Regions from separate parts of the Triticum aestivum genome. Here region 2 is linked to region 1. The links are chromatin contacts, called in public Hi-C maps. All regions are on one chromosome and are shown on one strand. The core of a region is the stretch at or near the end of the contact, and the rest is flanking DNA. Distances in the headings are between cores, read along the strand shown. Region 1 holds the start of LOC123138063 (GPI-anchored protein LLG1). Region 2 holds the start of LOC123138068 (probable amino acid permease 7).

Region 1 (3,406 bases), core at 514-3,013:
TTAAACGGGCATGCAAATTCCTTGAAAGAATCACAGCAGTCTTTAGGAGGATATTTCGGCCCTTTGCACCTGCTTGTGATGACGGTGTAGTTTTGGAACTCGAAGTTCACAGGACAATCTGAAAAGCACAAGTATGAGGTAAGAGAAATATAATAGATCAAGGCACTGAAAGCCTTCAACATGGGTAGATGTATGTCAGACACCATCCATTACAATGATGAATTAGGATCTATCTTGATGCTACTTGGTAAAGTGTTAGCAATATGCAGTGATATGCAGGTATGTTTAGTGAACAGTAGATACCAAAATATGTACTTTGGGGGGGCTGCCTCGAAGTGTTTGGTTAGTTTGCCCCTCGAAGCCTGGAACCAACTCACACAATGAAACTTGCAGAAGTATGCTGAGACTGCGTTAGTTAATTTGTTACAATAACATGGCGCTTCTAACTGGATAAGGAATACAGGCTTCACTACCTGGACATGGCATGCCTTACCGGACAACAAGGTTTTACCATCACAGGCTCAACAAATCTCCTTTCCGGCATTTTATCGTATGTATGTCAGTTTAGCACGCTCTCTATTTAGTGATCAGCATCTTGGTGCCAAGAAGCAGCACCAGCAGGTTCAGAAATTTCACATCACGATTAATAAGCATGCAAGTATGACTAGATGCTACTATTATCCTGTTATAACTAGCATGTGCTTGTAGTATGCACAGTGCGAATAACATGAAACGCGGACTAGTCGGCAAACCATGTCAATTCCTCTTCAATCGGTGAAGAATATCATCGGAAAGCTACAGCCCACATCCCTGCATTCAACTCGTAGCACCCCAATTCCTCACCGTAATCATCTAGCAACTCGGCCACCAAAATGTTCCCTCAATCGCTATTTAGTATTATTCCTCATGGTCTACAGTTCAATGACCGCTGATCCTCAATCGATGACACCCCGATCTGACGACACGACAGCAGACGTTTCGTCGGCGCGGCACGGATCAGGGAATCGACACCCCACGCATCTAAGCGGAGCATGTGACCGAACTCCCAGGTCCCAGCCCAATCTTCACAAATTCTAGATCAAACTCCGAAACCAGCAAGCAAGCATTAGAGCGTGGAGCTCAGCGAGGAGAGAGAGGGAGGTGGAAGGAAACGTACCCCTCTTGGCCTGCAGCAAGGTCCTCCCCGTGGTAGATCCGGCGCTCGCCTGGAACACGCCGTCTGCTCAAGCAAAACACATCACGGCGAACCCGTCAGAACAGAAGCCGCTGCTGCCGCGAGGCAAGACGCAAACGGTCGAGGCAGCAATGAACAAACAGCCGAAGCAGGAACAGGTAACGCACCGGAGATGAAGGGGGAAGCGGAGGCGAGCCCGACCAGGAGGGCGGCGATGACGAGGAGGAGCGGGAGCCCACGGCCGGCGGCCATCGCTCGTCCCTCCGCTCGGCGCACGCGTCCGAGCAGGGACGTAGGCTGTTGGATCTAGGACGACGACGACCGCGACGGCGGCCTGGTGGAGGAGGCGGACGGCGCGCGCAGACCCACCCACGTGCGCGCCTCGACTCTCCTCGCTGGTGCTTGTAAGCTGCACGGAGCGGGCGGGTGGTGCTACTGCTGCGTACAGCTGCGATTAATTAGTGGCGCCGGATGCTGCTGCGAGCTGGAACAGGAGGCAAAGGGGAGAAGAAGAAGAGAAGGACGTGACCACGCGGACGCGTTTTGTTTCGCCTGGCTTTGTTTGTTTTCTCGCTGACGGTGGTTATTCACTCGGATGGATTCTGGGACGAGCGAGTCAGCGAAGCGAAGCGACGTTATTTACACTGGAGACAACGACGGTAGATAGATATCCTAGGGAAAGCGGTCAAGGCGACGCATGTCTTGTGTTTGATCTTCACCGGCGAGGGTATTTTTCCCCTTGGCTGTTTTCCCTGCCGTTTTGTTCTTTTCTCTCTTTTTTTCCCTTAGCTGTTTTTCCTGCCACCGTATGTATGACAAATGTAAGGAATGAACGCACGCCGTCTATAGTAGGCGAGTAAAAATCGTTGAACCTTTCAGCAGTTCCAATCCACCAAACCCAAACCTCCTTCGTCTTCTGTTGGAGGAAGAGATGCCGTCTTCAATCTGGCAGCTGGCTGTTTTACTAGTTATGGCAGCAAACTTGCCCGCAAGAACGACGTGCCGCTCGCCAGCTAAGCTTGATGTGGTAGTATATCTTCGAGTGCCACACAGCTCACCGCACGTCAGAATACCACTCCCTCAACATGCGATCCACCACCAATGATGCTTGCACCAATCAACGACGGTGCTCAATAAAAGAGGTTTGTCCATTTTTGTCAAACATGGCGTGGCCAAGCGCAATCTACAATTTGGGCTGAGAACCCATGGAACGTTGGTAGAAAAAAAGGAACAACCCAGGGCTGTACAAAATGCACTTTGTGGCTATTTCAACACATGAAAAAAAATGCTGCAACACCATGTCCTGCTTATTCTTTCTCAAAAAAAAAAAAACCATGTCCTGCTTGTTTGGTTTGTTGCAGCAACAGGTCAGATGAGTGGCGTCACGAAAAGAAAGTATGCGGTATTGCTTACTCTGAAAGTAGGGGGTAAAACTAGTATATGCATGGACGCCTTCAACCAAAGAATGGTGTTAATTATGAGACCCCAGCCTCAACTGTTCTGACAATGAAAATGCGCATAAGCATTCAAATACAGGCATACAGCAGATCAGGAGGCGCATAGAGGCAGAGAAAACAGAAAACATAAACAGAACATGAGCTGTGCGTCGGGATTCATCTTTTAACTTTCTTTTGCTGTATATAAGCCACGCTATATTCAGTTATCTTCCAGGACGCTCTTCTTGACCATCCCCTCAGTTTTCCTCCGGTCACCAACTATCTATCCTTATTAACATCACCCATCTTTTTGATTGACCAAAAAGAGAAGCGAGACTGAGCAGCCATATACAAAGCAATGCTGTTTAGTTTCTGTCGGAAAGCAGTCATCAAAGTTGCCATCTCTGTTTTTTTTCTTGTTCATGTACATTGCTGTGAGTTTATTACGTACAAAATTTCCTTCTCTGCACCAAACCAAAAAGAAGCAAACATTAGTGTCTCGCAAAATTAACCTCAAATATAAGCCGAAGAGTAAATCCGAAACGCATACTAGTACATATATCCCCAGAGGCAGGTCAAACACTCAATGTCCCTTTTAGATCACAATTCAATAATATTGTGGGTTGAAAAATAACTGAACAAATTGTACACAGCGTTTGAAATCCATAATGTGGTGTTGCTTACTCTATGACCAGACTCTGTCACGGACTCCAATGTTTCAGCCATCTGCATTTGTTTGATCACTGTTGCATGCAATACCTGGATGAACACATAAAACGGAACACTACATAAATAG
Region 2 (3,406 bases), core at 457-2,956, 550 kb after region 1:
ATCATCGTCGTATTCATGTTGGCCAAAGGTTGACACGACCTCTCACTGAAGCCGGCATTGAAGTGGCGCACCGACCGAAAGTGCCGCCCACTCATGTCTTCCCTCCGCATTGAAACGACATTCGTCCGCATACCCTCATTAAACTAGTGCGTCTGCCGAGGAACCTACACTGGCTCACCGAGCGCCATACGTTCGTCCGCATCCGGCCGGCATTAAACACCCCGCCGCTTGGCGCCTAGCATCCGCCTATTATTTAAATGTGGCTAGGCGCTCGGCAATTGCCACAACACACCTTCGCTCTCCGTATCCTCCTTGCACCACACCCGTCATGGCCTTGAGTTCCAAAGCCCTATGGGACGGCCTCTCCGGCGAGCAGAAGAAGGAACTCTCCCGCATTGCAGCCGGCTGGGTGACCCGCCGTGACAGTAGGATACAGGTTGGCTTGTCAGCGAGCTCTCCAGAGGGTAGCAACACGGACAAGCCGACGCAACCGCCCTCGTCGGTCTAGGCCGCCATCACCATTGGCGAGGCATGGGAACACTGCACCGACTTGGTGTTGGAAGAACAAGAGGCCGCGTTCCGGCAGGCGCACGTCGGCCAGAGGTACAACCTCCGCATCCTCGACGAGCACTGGCATGCGAAAGAGCAAATCATCGGCACGTTCATCATGGCAAACATGGACGAGTAGAAGGCGATGCTCCTGTCCTACGCAGCAGCCAGTGAAATCCGCCACGAGCGATCGTGGCACAGGTCCCTGCAGGCGGAGAAAGAAGCCATGTTCATGAAGATTGACGCGGCGGCGGAGGGATTTGATTGGAGCACACTGATGTCATCGCTAGCTCTGCGTCGGCCGCACCCCGCCGCCATGACGATGAAGCCGGCATGTCCGTGGCTATTGCCGATAGCGAGGAAAAGTAGACCATGGAAGACTGTCGCTTCTTGTGTCCTAGGAAGGCCACCGCCACCGTCTTGTCGGGCGTCACAGTCGGTGGCTTGCCTGCTTCACGGGGGCATAGGCCACCACAACTATCTTCCCTCGCCCAAAAACCAACCGTTCATCCGTGCTTCACGGAGGCAGAGCCTATTCTTCCCCTCGCGCTGAAGCATTTAGCTCTGGGGCTGGCGACGGTCCAGTGAGCTTGTTGTCGGACATGGGGAAGACATGTCGTGGCAAACAGGCTATGTCGCGGCCGACGATAGACTAGGTTAGAATCCGCCATAGTTTAGTTAAAATATTCTGAAATGTAAATGTGTTCGTCCGGTTTGCATGAATTTTGGTTTGTTGAAATCCATTTTGAAATGTATGCGGACAAGAACTGATCCATCAATCCATGGATGGATACGGTGCCCGGTTTAGAGGGTCAACGGGAGATGCCCTAAGCAAGCATTGGAATGTTTGGTACCTGACCAAGCTCGCTCTTCCAAATAGATGATGCATGAGTGATACGTTGGTGACTGTACAGAGTTCTTCTTTTATCTGCTTCTCGGCCGCACGAAAAGGTTGTTTTTTTCAGCACAGAGTCCATTAGACCGGTTTTTCATCAAACGGCAGAGGATGCTCGCTAGGTCCCACTGCCTTTTTATGAAAAAACATACTGATGTGGTAGACTCCGGATTGGGACAGCCCAAGGTGCCCGCCATCAGCACACTACTACTGACGTACTGTACCATTCTGTGTTGTTCTGTGGTTTTCAACTACCAAACCCACCAGTACAAGGGATGTCTTTTCTCCTTGGTTATATAATGAAGCTGATATGCACAAGCCAAGTCTCTTGGACAATCGTTACAAAGAGGAAAGAGGAGAAGATCGTGAAGCCATGGGAGGAGTTGGGGGAGGAGGAACAGGTAGAGGAAGAGGCGATCGCCAAGCAGAGCCGCTGCTTCGGAAGCTCTCTGAATCCTCTTCTGACAATTCTTCGGAGGAGCATCTAGTGAAAAGAACCGGTAAGTCCCTGCATCAGGATTATAATTATATACCTTGTTTTTATACTGGATGATTCGTCAGAAGCTATGTCATGAGCTTCCAAGTTCCAAACCCAGCCCCATGTCTGAAACTTCTGGTTTTGATGTGTTCTTCGCGGTGTACATCCAGCCAGCCAGCCAGCCATATAGTTTGCTTTTCCACATAATACATGAACTATCTTGATCTATATGCATGTAAATAGCCAAAATAAGAATCTGCCATGGAAATACTCAAACCATGTAAAGGAAAAACATTCATGTCATTTACACATCCAGCTCGATGGTGCTGAAGGTTCGGCGAGAAACTAAGCTGCCAGTCACTGTCAATGATGACAGTGGGTTCCACTTTGGGCCTGGCCGGCCACAACAGCGACGCCAAAGCATAACCACAATTCCAAACACATCACAACTGCTCCTCCGCGTGCCCCTCTCAAGATGACTTCATACCCCGGCGTGAGTCGTCACTTGCTTGCACGGCTAGACAATAGGCATGATGTCTAGTAATTGTCTATGTGTGCATTCTGCCGACGGAAAAGTTTTGATCTGTGGAGCTTCCTTGACAGGCACGGTATGGACGGCGATGGCGCACGTCATCACGGCGGTGATAGGGTCCGGCGTGCTGTCGCTGGCGTGGAGCGTGGCGCAGCTCGGCTGGGTCGGGGGGCCGGCGGCCATGGTGCTCTTCGCCGGGGTGACCGTGGTACAGTCCTCCCTGCTCGCCGACTGCTACATCTCCCGCGACCCGGAGCGCGGCGCCGCCGTCAGGAACAGGTCCTACGTCGACGCCGTCAGGCTCTACCTAGGTGATCATCATATCATTATATTCGTACCTTAGTACTGTTTACAAAAAAAACATTTTAATGTGCGTGCGCTTGCAGGCGAGAAGAGCCAGATGCTCAGCGGGTTTTTCCTCGGCTTCAGCTTGTTTGGGAACAGCGTGGTGTACACTCTCACCGCGGCCGCTAGCATGAGGTAGTAATAAACTTGTGGTTACTTTTTCTTTTCTTTTTTGGGCGGGTAAAGTTGTGATTAGTTGGCCAACTCTTATTTTGCAGGGCGATCGAGAGAGCCAACTGCTACCACAGGGAAGGCCACGGCGCGCCGTGCTGCGCCGCCACCGCCGGCGGGTCGTCGGACGCCTACTACATGCTCCTGTTCGGCCTCGCGCAGGTGGCGCTGTCGCAGATACCGGACTTCCACAGCATGGCGTGGCTCTCCGTCTTCGCCGCCGCCATGTCCTTCTCCTACTCCTTCATCGGCTTCGGCCTCGGCGCCGCCAAAGTGATCGGTAGGTGCAGAAACCACAGCATAATGCTCCCGCCCACACGTACGTGCGTGCGTGTCATGAGATGTGCCTCCATTTTCTTTCAGAGAATGGAGTCATCAAGGGCGGGATCGGAGGCGTCTCCCTGGTGTCCCCGGCGCAGAAGGTGTGGCGCGTGGC

Evidence for each region. Hi-C and Micro-C count contacts between places; a contact is called where the count stands out from the background.
Region 2: a Hi-C map of leaf shows a contact between it and region 1, with 7 times the contacts expected there. The contact joins the promoter of LOC123138068 here to the promoter of LOC123138063 in region 1. A contact is called at or near these places in 2 of 5 Hi-C or Micro-C datasets (both in leaf).

What each region holds. Positions count from the first base shown.
Region 1 is chr6B:569,408,455-569,411,860 of IWGSC CS RefSeq v2.1, forward strand. LOC123138063 (GPI-anchored protein LLG1) reads right to left here and starts at 1,764. Exons shown (of 3, transcript XM_044557958.1): 1 at 1,342-1,764; 2 at 1,157-1,219; 3 at 1-118. The coding sequence starts at 1,426. It overlaps LOC123138062 (phosphatidylinositol/phosphatidylcholine transfer protein SFH8), which reads right to left. Exons shown (of 15, transcript XM_044557953.1): 14 at 3,295-3,369; 15 at 2,628-3,074. The coding sequence ends at 3,054.
Region 2 is chr6B:569,953,982-569,957,387 of IWGSC CS RefSeq v2.1, forward strand. LOC123138068 (probable amino acid permease 7) reads left to right here and starts at 1,707. Exons shown (of 5, transcript XM_044557963.1): 1 at 1,707-1,944; 2 at 2,526-2,765; 3 at 2,841-2,934; 4 at 3,018-3,250; 5 at 3,334-3,406. The coding sequence starts at 1,755.